Regions from separate parts of the Gossypium hirsutum genome. Here region 2 is linked to region 1. The links are chromatin contacts, called in public Hi-C maps. All regions are on one chromosome and are shown on one strand. Each heading gives the region's core, a stretch centred on a gene start, on an enhancer-like site or on the middle of the called end of the contact. The rest is flanking DNA. Distances are from core to core; before and after follow the strand shown.

Region 1 (7,076 bases), core at 934-3,433:
TTTTAGGTGAGAACAATGCACGATGTCCTCATGGTTTTGATGGGACTTATTCCGGATCACGGCCTTTGTTCCAAGGCACCTCCTCGTCAGCAAGTGAAGACATCAATGTTTTCGATGCAGCATTGAGCATTCAGGGATTATCTGGGATTTCGGATTCTGTTTGTGCTCTCTCTCTTCTGTCATCTCAATCACACAGCTCTTCAAGCCACTCATCAGGAATTCCCATGGCCCGTTCCCTGGTTATTCCAGGCTACCATAACCATCACATGACTCAAGTCTCGGAAAAGCTCGACAGAGTGTCGAATATGATCTCTTCATCAGGGATCAATTCAACCGAAGGCAGTAACATGAGTGCTATACTGATATCTGATAGTAGTGAAGCTGCCAACTTCAATATCACTGATGGACTATCATGCAAAGATGGACCGACGATCAACTTGCTTCAGCTTTCATCGCAGCTTCAGCGAGTGGAACATCAAAGACAATCTATGCAAGAAGACAATGAAAATGAGACCTGCCTACGAATCGTTTAAGTACAGATTAAGGTAAGTAAAGATGCTCGAGTTGAATGACATTATGATCATATATCTTTGACATTTGAACCAAGTGTTTTGTTTATCTAACATTCTTCCATTCTCTGAATTTGCTGGCCTGGAACTAAATGATTGGACTTGCAATGGAAGACAAGTTCAATGTTGCTGAAAGCTGCACAGTTCTCGAGATGTCCGAATAGTCGGAGTAACATAGATGGAAGCATGATGAGAAAGTTCAGCAGCTGCTAACAGGATTCCCCACCCCACCCCTCGGTTAAGTTTCACCTAGACTTTTACAAGTTATTTTGTAATCGAAAAAAAAAATTGTTTGATTATGCTTCTCGAATTAAAAATGTTTTGATGAACAAAATTATCAACATTTCTCGAATTAAAAATGTTTTGATGAACAAAATTATCAACATTTCTGTTTGCAACGTTCATCAAATCAAGTTTAATATTCGACACTCGCTATTTAGATGCATAACTAAAGCAAAATTATCAAACAAGTTTTATATGAGCTTGTGATATAAATCTTACTAAACTGCTTAAATTTTAGGGTAAATTACACTATTAGTCATTAAACTATGGGTAAGTTTAATTTTGGTTAGTTAATTAAAAAAGTTACAATTTAATCTTTGAACTATTTGAAAGTTTTCATTTAAGTTATTAAATTATTCAAAGTTTTTATTTAAGTCAATTGAGTTGTTGAATTTTTCTTTTTTTAATCACCAGTGAGCTCCAAGCGATTATTCGATGGCCAGTATGGTAGATCAATATCCATCGATGAGTAAGAGAATATATTTTAGATCTAAGTGATCTAACAACTATTTTCAGAGAATAAATTCATTTGAATTTTGATTCACAGATTTATGATGTTTAAAGCTATTTCATAAAAAAAAATGTGAAATATAGAAGAGAAAATGTCAGAAAGCTTTTAATCGGTGCAGGTAATGGGATAACATTGATTTTAATATCCCAATGACTTAAATACAAATTTTTTGAATAGCTCAATAATCAAATTGTAACTTTTTTAACTAAGTTATAAAAACAAAAATTTACCCATAATTTAATAAGTAATGGTGATGGTTAGAGAAAAAGTTGGTGTATGGTTAATGGATAAATTGGGTAAATTACCCCAAAGCTAGGAAGTTCCCGCTGCGTCATGTACATCAATTACTCACTAAACTCGTAGTAACAATTTGTTGTTTTATGCCATAATTAATTATACTGGGAAACTTGGCAGGTCATGTTAGCATAAAATCTCAAAGCTGATTTTACTTCTTTTTTTTTTAAACAGAGGTAGCATAAGCAAAGCTTTCATCTAACATCCATATTAAAACACAAAACAAAATGGGAAGTTGGAAAATCCTTGTCTGAATAACTCACTTATTCCATTTAAACTATCACATATGTTGCATATTCAAAACTAAAAATTTTGTTGTTGCCATTTCCCTATCCCTTTTACAATCTATCGTTATTATATTATTAATTGTGAAACAGTTGAGTAGTCATTATCACTAGGTGAGTTGACTTCAATAACTGCAAGCTCTCACACACCCACCAATTTAATTAATTTAATTAATTTTAAATGGAAATCATTTGTTTGGTAGGTGATTAAATCGAGTTTAAGATGTTTCTGTATTTGACGAATATCGGCAGTTAGAAGATTGTGCTCAGAATATGTCTGAAAAAAGTTCCAAGTCATACTCACACATATATACAACAAAACCAGTAGTTGAGGCTGTCATAAACAATTCTTGTTTGTTGGGGGAATAGATATAAACCCATAGGAGTATCATTGTTTACAGACAGAAGGCGTACTACCTCTTGATATTGCACAATGATGTTCTACAAATTTGCCTACCCCCTGCCAATGGTTGCTTTCTTTGCTATAATCATTTCTCAAGCAGGTCAGTTGCTACAATCATATTCGTGTTTTAGTTAATTAAGTTTTCTTGCTAATAATTTCCTTTCCCTTTTCTACTTTTGTTGTAGGAGCATATGATCCGTTAGATCCTAACGGAAATATAACAATTAAATGGGACGTTATGTCCTGGACTCCGGATGGTTACGTTGTAAGTATAACTTCATTTCACTTATTATACTCATATTTTTTCATTAAACTCAAGATTAATTAATTGGTTCACGTAGTCACCTTAAAAGATAAATTTTTAATAAATTTGGTCAAAATTACGACTTCCTTTATACCAAAAACAATGATTTCCATTTATATGGATCAAATGTTAAATGTTGATATGTATCCATCACTAATATATTAAAACTTTTTCAAGTTGTTTCTTATAATTGAAAGTTACCTAAAATAAGAGCCAAGCTAAGGGTTGGCAGGGGCTTAATCCAGAGTAATAACAATTTTAATCCAGTCTAATTATAGAATATTCAATTTAACTTTTTTTAATCAATTTCATCCTTTGACTCCAAACTTTTAAAATTTTATTTTAACCCCACAATACCGAACTTCTAGCTTCGATCCAGGTCAATATCCTAATACCCATATGCAAATATTACTTCGATTTAGTAATTATAAAGTTTCTTTTATTAAACTCAAACTTAAATTAGACTGTTCATGTAATCATTTTTAAAAGGTAGGTTCCAAACTTTCTTTATACCATAAACAATGCTTTTCACTTATGTTACTCAAATTTGGTTTGGATATAAGATCCCATACTAAAATTTTCAATATTCATTTTTATAGTAAATATAACTTTTGAGTGTGGGATAGTTGAAGAAATAGAAATGCAAGCTTATATATCATATCTGGTATGCAGGCAGTTGTAACAATGACCAACTTCCAAATGTATCGGCACATAATGAGCCCTGGCTGGACCCTAGGCTGGGTTTGGGCTAAGAAAGAAGTGATCTGGTCAATGGTGGGAGCCCAAGCCACTGAACAAGGAGATTGTTCAAAGTTCAAAGGAAACGTCCCACACTGCTGTAAGAAAAACCCCACAGTTGTGGACTTGCTCCCCGGCGTCCCATACAACCAACAGATAGCCAATTGTTGCAAAGGTGGCGTCGTGTCGTCATGGGGCCAAGACTCCTCCACCGCGGTTTCGTCCTTTCAGGTGAGTGTTGGCCGTGCCGGGACTTCCAATAAAACAGTGAACCTGCCGTTGAACTTCACTTTGCTTGGTCCTGGTCTGGGTTACACATGCAGCGGAGCTAAAAAGGTGCCGTCCACTGTTTTCCTCACCCCTGATGGTCGACGAAAAACTCAAGCATTGAGTAAGTTTTTGATAATTTGCACTTAAAACAGATATACTTACACCCGACATAAGTTATGTGTTGTAATTTGTGCTGCAGTGACATGGAATGTGACATGCACGTATAATCAGATTCTGGCATCACGATATCCGAGTTGTTGTGTCTCGATGTCTTCATTTTACAACTCCACAATCACACCTTGTCCATCATGTTCTTGTGGCTGTCAAAACAACAATAATTGCATCTCGTAAACCTTCTTTCTGATCCCACACGAAAATGTTTTTAACTATGGGATTTCACTATATATCATCATCCCTAATGACATTAGTCTACAAATTGCAGGGGTGATGCAGAGATAGAAAGTGTAGTTGGCAAGAACAGAACAAGGAGTAGAAATTCGAATGCGATGATAAGGTGTACCAACCATATGTGCCCCATCCGAGTGCATTGGCATGTGAAGCTGAATTACAAGGAGTATTGGCGAGTGAAGATGACGGTCACTAATTTCAACTACGCCATGAACTACACGCAGTGGACACTTGTGGCTCAACATCCTAACCTCGACAACATCACCCAAGTTTTCAGTTTCGAATATAAACCCCTCCTTCCTTACAAATACACAAGTAAGTCCTTGTCTTTGATTTGAATTTCCCTAGGCAGTCGACAAGTGGGCTAACCATGGACTAACTTTGAACATGCAGATGACACTGGTATGTTCTATGGCTTGAAGTTCTACAATGACGTATTAAAGGAAGCCGGAGCTGATGGAAACGTCCAATCAGAATTGATTCTTAGGAAAGACATGAGTACATTTACGTTCAAGCAAGGTTGGGCTTTCCCTAGGAAAATATACTTCAATGGCGATGAATGCGCCATGCCAGGTCCAGAGGAATATCCTTATCTACCAAACTCTGCAAATTCAAAGCTGATTTCAGTATCGACAATGGCTTCCTTTTTGCTTTTGGTTTTCGCTAATCTTTTGGGGATGATTTGAAGTGACTGAGTGAATGAAAGCAGGGAAAAGATGAAAGAAACCAAACCTTTAAGAAAGTAAGCCATTGACAGGCAGCCATGTGGATGAAGTTGAAGCAGTAGGGGGTAGATGAAAAAAAGTGTGACATGAATGATTTTGCAGAGAAAGCCAATAATGAATCTGGGTTTTTCCAAGGTCTTATCATTAGTGGCTCGGGCCGGGTTTCAGTCTGGATTTTTAGTTAAGCTGGTCCAAATTATAGGTTGATCCGTAAATATGTTTTATTTAAAAATAATAAAATATAGTGAATTTTTTTTTTTTACATTGATATTGATATATTGATAACTAAATTTAATTTAATTTTTTATTAAAATAATAATTATAATCTAGCCTGCTTGAATTTTAAATTATTTATACAAAGTCCCAATCAGGACAAATCCTTAAGAAAAATAATTTTCTTTCTCAAATAGGCAGAGAGAAGCTTTAGCCTGAAAATAGTAAAACTGGGATTTGGTCTCTTTAAAGTTATGGATTAATACAACAATAAAATTGTATTTTAACTTTTTCTTTTGAATTACAATTTAATTTTGCTACTTTAGGTACAAGAAATGAAATACGATGAGCCTATCCTATGCAAATTTTTTTTTTTTTGCTCGAGTTTGCATAGAATTTTTTACAGATAAATTCTTATTTAAAAAACTTTTAAGTGTTATATTTCGGGTTTTTTACCGAATAAATTAAAAAAATTAAATACTGAAATAGGTTGTCAGATAGATTAATTATCGAAATGGTATATTTTTTTTAATGGCACCTATAGGCGCCAATAATTTTTTTATATTAATTTTTTTTAATAAAATATTATTAATTTTTTCCCGGATCAGTATATGACCCGGGTATAGATACGAGGCGCGACTAGTTGCGCCTATCTCGGAGGCGCCAATGGTGTAGCCTATCTGACAGGCGCGACTAGCTGCTGCTTATTTTTTTCCCTATATATACCCCCGAAAATCAAATGAGCACAGACATAAATTTTAACAGAGGAACATACACAAAATTTAGCAGAACGGAAATAGGAAGATAGGGAGAAGAAAAAAAGAAAGGAAAGCAAGAAGAAGGATAAGGTATTTTGGTTTATTTCTTTTTAAATAGAATGTAGAGTCTTGTTAGTAATTTTATTGTTTGAAAGTTATTTTGTTAGGTTATTAATTTTGTTAGCTTTTGAATGAAAAATTTTGCATTAAAAATTTTATGTAATTTTTTTTTCATTTCGAAACTATTTTAAGAATTTTAAAATTTTTTTAATAGATCTAGTATTGAATATGGAGAATCAGTTTTTTGTATGCGTTTATTTCGATAGAGAAATTTTGACAACAACCGTGGGATGTATATTTGAATGTCGCAAACAAGTAGCAATGAGATTTAATAGAAATATCTCGTTTGATGATATGAAGGAAAAAATTAGTGAAAAAATTTATAGACGTTGTGGGAGAAAGATATCAAAACTTTTTTACAAGTTTTCAGTTTCAACGGATCCAATAAAATTTACCGAAATGGAACTTGTAGACGATGAAGACGTGAAGACAATGGTCGTTCGTTATTGTCGGACTCAAAGCAACCAAAATACACCGATTCAATTATTTGCTGAGTTAGCTGGTATGGAGGCAACTGAAGATCCCACACCATTAGGTGAAGAAGATGGAGTTCAAGAGCCGTGTATGGTGGTTCCGGTATCATATGTTGATAGTCAATCAACTATACACGGGATCAATATTGATCTTAATGTTGCACCCGAGACTGATGTGGTTGGTGATGATGTATACTATAGTAATGATCCTGTTGATCACGAAGTTGATAGTGAGAGTGATCCTGATGTGGATGAGGTCCCGGGTGATATTGACGACGAAGGCGTGAATGAGGATGGAAATGTTAACGCATCTTCAGTCGGAAACCAGATTCGTGGTATTATGATACACAATAATCCTGAGGCACACATGTCTCGGATAGACCCCGATGCGGCGCGGGTAGCTGAGTTTTCGGAGTACCCTGAAATTCACCCTGCTCACCGGATGGCCGTATATTCTGATCCAGAGGAGTTGTTCGTGGACCAGAGATTCGAAAGTAAGGAAGAATGCATATTTGTTATTAAGCAGTATAGCATGAATATATTAGTAGACTACAAAATCGTCGTGTCTAAACCAACATTATATATTGGAGAGTGTTGGAGGTCGGCAGAAGGCTGCAATTGGCGGATACGATTTGCATTTATCCAGAAGTCGCAGATGTGGGAGATACGAAAATTTGTTGGGCCTCACACATGCACTTCAACACGTATGATAGAAGATCATCAA
Region 2 (6,902 bases), core at 4,284-6,783, 340 kb before region 1:
ATCTCTATTTATTCAAACGTTTTTTAGTAAACAATTTAAAAATAAATAAATTTTCAAAAAATGTTTGAATAAACAAATATTATAAAATATTTAAAATATTATAAAATAAATAATAAACCATTTAAAAAATCAAATTTTCAAAAACAAAATGTTTAAATAAACAAATATTATAAAACATTTAAAATATAAATTTAAAATATTATAAAATAAAAAATAAAAACAGGAAAAGGACAATGTACCAGAGGCCTTAAAATCTAGTGGCGCCAAATTATTTAGCTCCACCAGAAATAGAAAAATTTATTTCAAGCCTCTTATTTTTTCAAAAATCGCAATATTTCCTAATATTTTTACAAGTAGTGCCATTTTACATGGTTCCACCAAAAATTTAATTTTTTTAACACCAATACTGACGTGGCATGTTGATGGCACCAAACACTTTGACTCCACCAACTTTTACAGTAGATTTTAGGTTATTTACGTATTTTATCAAAAAATATATTACTAGTGTAATTAATTAATTTTTTTAAGTTAGTTTCATAAAAAAAAAACCAAAAACAATATTACATTGTCCATTTCTACCTAAATTATTATTAAGAAACAAAAGTATCAGTTCCTGGCGCTATGAATATGACTGACATCTATCCCTTGTCTCTCTCAAAATCTGTCACCTTTCTTTCGAAACCATAACTAAACTAATTACATCAAAATTTGAACTTCATAAACAAAAAGAATTTACAATATGACACCTTTAAATATTTAACACAATTAACAAAGCATTGTTATTGTGTGTGGATGTAATCATAGCAAGGAAGAAGAGAGGCAATTGCAATTATAGAAACAAAATGATTTTTAACCTGGTATCAAGTATAAACCAATATTTCCTTATACTACATTCTGTCATATATCAAATATAGAATGGACCAGGCAGGCAAGCTCTGGTGTTCTAATTAGTAAAACCCTAACTCAGAAACAAATCATTCACAAAAGTGGATCATAATAAATGAAAAGAACCAAAATTCCAAAGTTGGGAAGTACCATGATAGGCTAGGGTATATTGAATCGTTTATCAAATGTGATTATCAATTTTGAATCTTAAAAGCAAAAAGTCTAGATCCAACAACCTTAGTAATTGAACAAGCAAGATTTAATAAATAGGCGTTATTGACATTGATAAGGATGGACCATATTTCCCCCAACAGGAAGGCAAGACCCCAGTCACCAACACTAAATGTGAAGTCAAGTACTGGTCATTTAATTTACAAGTGTAGTAAAGTCGATATTCAATGCTTTCAACCATTCCCTGCATTTATGGGGTCATACTAGAACAAAATGCCGATGGTCTGAGTAGGCTGTGACAAGATGAATTTATTTCTAGACAGTGATATATGCTAGAAACTGAGATCATTAAGCAATCTAAAAAGGAAACAAAAAAGAAATAGTGCAAGAAGGGAGAGGGATTAACCTTCCATGTCCAGTATCGTTAATCCGAATTTAAACTTGCATCCCTCTTTTGTACAACACATTTTGATCTGGTAGTAGCCTATAAAGGCAGGGCAGCTCTTCTACATATGCTTCTGATTATTTGCATATATTATATATTTTTTGCCCTCCAGCTGCTTCACAGGACCCTTGGGCTTTCTTTGAGTTCTCTGTCCCCCAATCATCTCCGCAGTAGCCTCCTTGGAAGAAAACTACATTTTACTTTCAGGTATTATCCTAGCCGTATACCAGTACTGGTAAATGTCACAATCCCCCAACAGAAAGATCTAATCGACTATATGATGGCTGCAAGCATTCTTCTGGATTCGCATAGAAGTAATCCTCTTCCTTAGGCCTGTCAGGAATCACCAACCTCTGAGTTGGTTGCCCCTTGCGACTTTCATGAGATTCGTTCACAGCATCTGAGAACTCATACCAACTCAGAGTTCCACTATTGTACTGGTCAATCAGATCAACCAAAAGCCTTCTCTCCAATAAAATTGTCTGCTTGAACCCCAGAAATCTGAAGGAACATTCAACACTACATGTTACACTAATGACAAATAGCTTTAACTATGAAAAACAAGAAAAAAATACTACTATCACTAAGGGAGGAAACATTGTAAAAGGCACCCTCAAGAAAGAGTGGCTGAAACAGTCCTTAGTTCATGTTGCATACATTGGAAACAAAAATAATCAGATTCCTGAGTATAAGAAAAATGTTTGGAAAACGAAGAAGGAAAGAGGTTGGAAATGATTTCACAGCTAGAAATAAACAAACTATTACAAGATTGGAAAACTATTCTTAATACTGGAAATAAAAATGGGGATGTTAAAATGTTAGTGAACTTGAAATTCCAAAATTATTCATCTCATCTAAAGGAAAAAGGGCCATTGAATCATTTAACAATTGCAGGAAACCTTTCTGAACTTATTAAGAGCCAACTGTATATAGAACAGTACCTGCGGTGGCCTTCAACTACCTTAGCCATGTTTCCGTCATATGTAGGAATAAAAATATCACTCTCCAATGAAACAAGGTAATCTAACGCGGCCATCTGGGATGAATGGTTTTGAAAGAACCCAAGGTCTGATGGCTCCAATAGAGTCTCCTTTCTAACCTGTTTCAACAAAGAAAATGGACATTCATTGATACCGGAGAAACAAACTTCAAAACTTATTACATTATGTTTGCTGAGCTTCTACCTACTTACCAATTTTGGATAAGCTGCAGCAAGAGTAGCCATTCTCCTTTGTCCGCCATATATTTCACCGGCTGCAATATAGATTTGGTAACTGTTATCTATGTCCAATGCCCTCAAAATAAGGGCAGTTTCCTCAGGCGTCAAAGGGCAGAAACCATCTTTCCTTTTCAGGTCAGAGTTTATTATTTTTTCTTTCCACCATGGATAAGCATATCTAGCAACATGGTTGTGACAATTAGATTAAAGTTTGAAATTTAGGGCAGCTGATCAATAAATTGTTCAACATCTTGTATGGCTCACCTCATTCTTGTCAACTCCTCCACCTCCTCACTGTTGCAACCTTGGGTACAGCCAGAAAATGCTAACATGTCCATTTCATATCTAAGGTGAAGTACAATAAAAGGACCATTTTGCCTCAGAAGCTTAACAACTCGTTTCCCCAACTCCTCTATCTGGGAAGTGAATCTCAAAGCACTAAAATTTACACGACATCGCAGCTTCTGAATTTCTAAAGGCTGCCCATTGTTGGCAAGTCGAGTATCAGTTTTATTCAAATGTACAACTTTATACTTCTTTATCAGAGGAAGAATCTGCATGAAATAGAGATCAAACATACTACTTTAAGATGAGTCTTGGAGGAAGGAAAAGAACCGAGGAAGCATAAAAAACATTTTAAAAAATGAAGAATGAACCAAGCTAAATTATAGTAAAACCTAAATAGGTCTAGGTCGAAAGGTAATGACAAGGAATTAACCTGGTTATGGTAGTAGGATATATCCGACCAACTAATTGGTGGCATAGAATACACCATCCCTATTTCTACTCTCCTCTTAAGCCTAGGAGGCAACTCCTTCAATATACGGACCTCATCTCTCAATGACATAATGAAATGATCCACATCAAATATATCTTGAAATTCACTGCCATAAAAGGTAAATGCATATTTAGAGATAAGTGGGAAAAATAAACTCAGTTGAAAACTACCAGTAATATATTTTAAACATCCTTTCCAAATCCATACATGCACAATATCTAATGGCTTCAATCATATGAGCAAAGCTTATTTAACACACCTGGGATCTGACCAGAAAGATGTTTTATCCAGCTCCGGGACTATAAGTGTGACATTCAAATATCTTGCAATGGTAACCATGTCACAAATCTGTTAAGCAAACCCCCCCCCCCAAAAAAAAAAAAGAAAAGAAAAGAATACAGCATCAGTTTCCGTATAGATTTGAAGTAAAAACAACCCATTAGCATACACAATCTAGAAAAATGTTGAAAAGAAATAAAAAAGAAAGAAAAGGAATGGAACAAGAAATGCGTTTAGAGTTCTTTGCTAAAGCACTCACTGCTGCTCGCATTTGATTGAGACCTCCATTGCAAGAAACCATCAAGTAACCATTGTTCTTATATACCCCTATAGTAACAACAAAACATCATATCAATTTCGAGTTTAAAATTCCATAACCAGAACATATATAGCAAGTCGCCACCGATCCCTAAAACTGAAATGGAAAGAAAATGGAAGCAAAAGTAACAATATATTAAAATAAAAGCACATATATGAAAAATTCAAGAGATAAACGATCTCAAATTTCAAACAAACATATGCCACAACAAGAAAAGGATAGAATTCCACAAAACTAAGACATAAGATACGAACATTGGAACCATTAAATTGATACAAGTTCAATCCGTATGACTATATAAAAGGAAAGCTTCAATGAAAGCGCATAGAAATCCCCAAGAAATCTATCATTTTCTTCTCCTCAAATAGGAATGCGGATAAGGATAAAAAGGATAAACCCATTCCTTCTTTTCCATTAAAGACTAGCTCAAAATTTTTCTCCGATTTAACCCCAAAAAAGGCCTAATAAAGAATAACTACATCAAAATCAGCAGAAATTTCAGTAAAAAAAAAAGAACAAAAAAAAAGGTGGAAAATCTTACTTTTGGGAGGAAGAACACGGGCAGGAACGGAGGGAACCTTATCTTCAACAACGGAAACGGAAGAATCCTGGTAAGAAAAACAGGAAGGCCAACCTTTAAGGAGATGTGGACCCCAAGTATCCCCCAAGGCCGTTAATTGTACGATGCAAGTCCAAAGCAACACCGATGTGGTGGCGCGTATCATCCACAGCTTCGTTCTCGAGCTCTTCAACTTCTCAACTCTCTCCCCTCCGCCGCCACCTCCCCTTTCGTTGCCCCCATTCTTATCCCTCTCATTTTCCCTTTCCCCTTCCCTTCAATACTGCACATTTCCAGCAATAACCCCGATTTCCACCCTCCTCATCTCCCCCCCCCCGATACGCCACCGTCTTCTTCCTGTCAGATTCGATCAATGTAGGTCGATTTTCAGAAAATCTGCATCTAATTTAACAAAAACCTTTTCCTTTCTTTTCTTTCTATTTTCCGAAAATTTTCGAGATCCGTTAACTTCCAAAACAACATCAACAACAACAAAATAATTCAAAATCAATCAAAGAGATCCAAATTTTTTCCTCCTCTTCCCAAATGAAACTCTTAACAACTCAACCAATTCCAATCGAATATTAAACAGTATTTTCCCGAAACAAAAAAAAATCCTTCTCTTCCTCGGCGATCTAATCACTTTTCCGGCGAAAATTGTCGTGGAATGGCCGTTGAAACCCCTGCCTGTCTTCAAGTATAAGCGAATCGAGAAAATATAGAGAAATCTGTATAGAGAAAGAAGAATAAAATTAGAAATGAGAATATAGTGCAGATTACAATGCGATCGAGAGAGAGAAAAACCGGGATGTGAGCCGTACACCGTTGGGCTTGGGGTACACTTTTTTAACCATAGTTTTCTTGAATCTAAAAGGATTTGTTGACTAGTGTTAGTTGTCGACCACAGTCCATGGTTAACTCCTTTTTAACCAATAAATACCTGCCACCTCAGTTTATGTCTGAATGGGCCCAACATTTACCCTACGTGGCTGCTTTCAACTGCGTTTGTAAAAACTACAGGTGTCCACGTCTCAGGAATTGGAGTTCATCCGTCGCCGTTAGATTTGTAATGGGCATTAAAACAGCTGCCGATACGCCGACAATATATCGCGAGAATTTCTATAGGTGCGAATATACCGCGACAATTATCCAATTTGTTCAAAGATTTCTTTAAAAAAAGTAATTCATTTAATTAATATTTTCAGCATTTAATTCTTTTTCCGTGAAACAAAATAATAAGAAATTTTGTTTGTAATTAACAGAATTGTGTATCAAAGCAAAAGGACCAAAAAAGTAATTATATTGACGCTATGTATTAGTATTTCAATAAATAAAGACTCGAATTATCCTTTTCAAAATAATCAAACACCAACTATTATTTATTTAGTAAAGATAATATTACAAATGAGGGTGTAATCATGTATAAAACATCACTGTCTTTTCTTACATTTTATTTTTATTTAGATACATTCACACATAATTTTGATTAATTTACTTATAAATGTCCATTTTTAAGTATATTTATAAAAATGGGTCAATTTTTGCATTATTTATCGAAAAAGGTCAATTTTGACAAAACGCATTCACGTAGGAGCATTTTAGGGTGAAATTTAGCAAAACGCGCCCCTGGGAAAGGGATTTTACTATGTTAGCACAAAACGCGCTGACGTGGATGCGCTTTGTTGACATGGCAAAATCGCTCCCTCAAGTGCGCGTTTTGCTCTGTGTTTTTTTCCCCAATAGCTATTTTATTTTTTGACATTGAGAGGTCCAACAGTAAAAAAAAAGAGTATAAAAACCCCCTCTCCTATTATTTCACACAATATTTCTTCAAATTTTGACAAAAAACTCTCAAACCTCTCCCTAAATTTCTCAAAACTCTCAAATTTCTCCTTAAATTTCTCAAAGCTCTCTTTAATTAATTATTTCCTTTTAATTTTTTTCTAAATTAGTATTATTTTTTATAATTTCAAAAATATTTGATCGTGTTAGCAATGGACGGGGAATTAATTCGTCTCGATCATAAACATATCTTCGTCGAACAAATGAAAATGGTAAGGGTTAATTTTAATTTTTTAATATTTTTTAATATTTTTTCATTTATGTAATTTTAATTAATTTGTATTTTATAATTTTTTATAACAATCTGTAGATATGGTGTTACAATGTTATATTCGTAATATGTCTGGTCCTCCATCACCGTTGATAGAAAATTACTTGAAGGGAGCGAGTTTTTGGCACGTGGCC

Evidence for each region. Hi-C and Micro-C count contacts between places; a contact is called where the count stands out from the background.
Region 2: a Hi-C map of leaf shows a contact between it and region 1, with 2.9 times the contacts expected there. The contact joins the promoter of LOC107949766 here to the promoter of LOC107949772 in region 1. A contact is called at or near these places in 5 of 34 Hi-C or Micro-C datasets (leaf, petal and seedling).

What each region holds. Positions count from the first base shown.
Region 1 is chrD03:39,298,937-39,306,012 of Gossypium_hirsutum_v2.1, reverse strand. It overlaps LOC107949772 (COBRA-like protein 4), which reads left to right and starts at 2,183. Exons shown (of 6, transcript XM_016884525.2): 1 at 2,183-2,443; 2 at 2,529-2,608; 3 at 3,320-3,776; 4 at 3,855-4,002; 5 at 4,098-4,378; 6 at 4,457-5,049. The coding sequence starts at 2,374. The coding sequence ends at 4,749. It overlaps LOC107949771 (squamosa promoter-binding-like protein 6), which reads left to right. Exons shown (of 3, transcript NM_001327562.1): 3 at 1-554. The coding sequence ends at 533.
Region 2 is chrD03:39,643,910-39,650,811 of Gossypium_hirsutum_v2.1, reverse strand. LOC107949766 (rhamnogalacturonan I rhamnosyltransferase 1) reads right to left here and starts at 5,533. Exons shown (of 9, transcript XM_016884516.2): 1 at 5,460-5,533; 2 at 4,638-5,383; 3 at 4,037-4,104; 4 at 3,758-3,846; 5 at 3,439-3,604; 6 at 2,985-3,274; 7 at 2,694-2,898; 8 at 2,443-2,600; 9 at 1,144-2,002. The coding sequence starts at 4,821. The coding sequence ends at 1,744.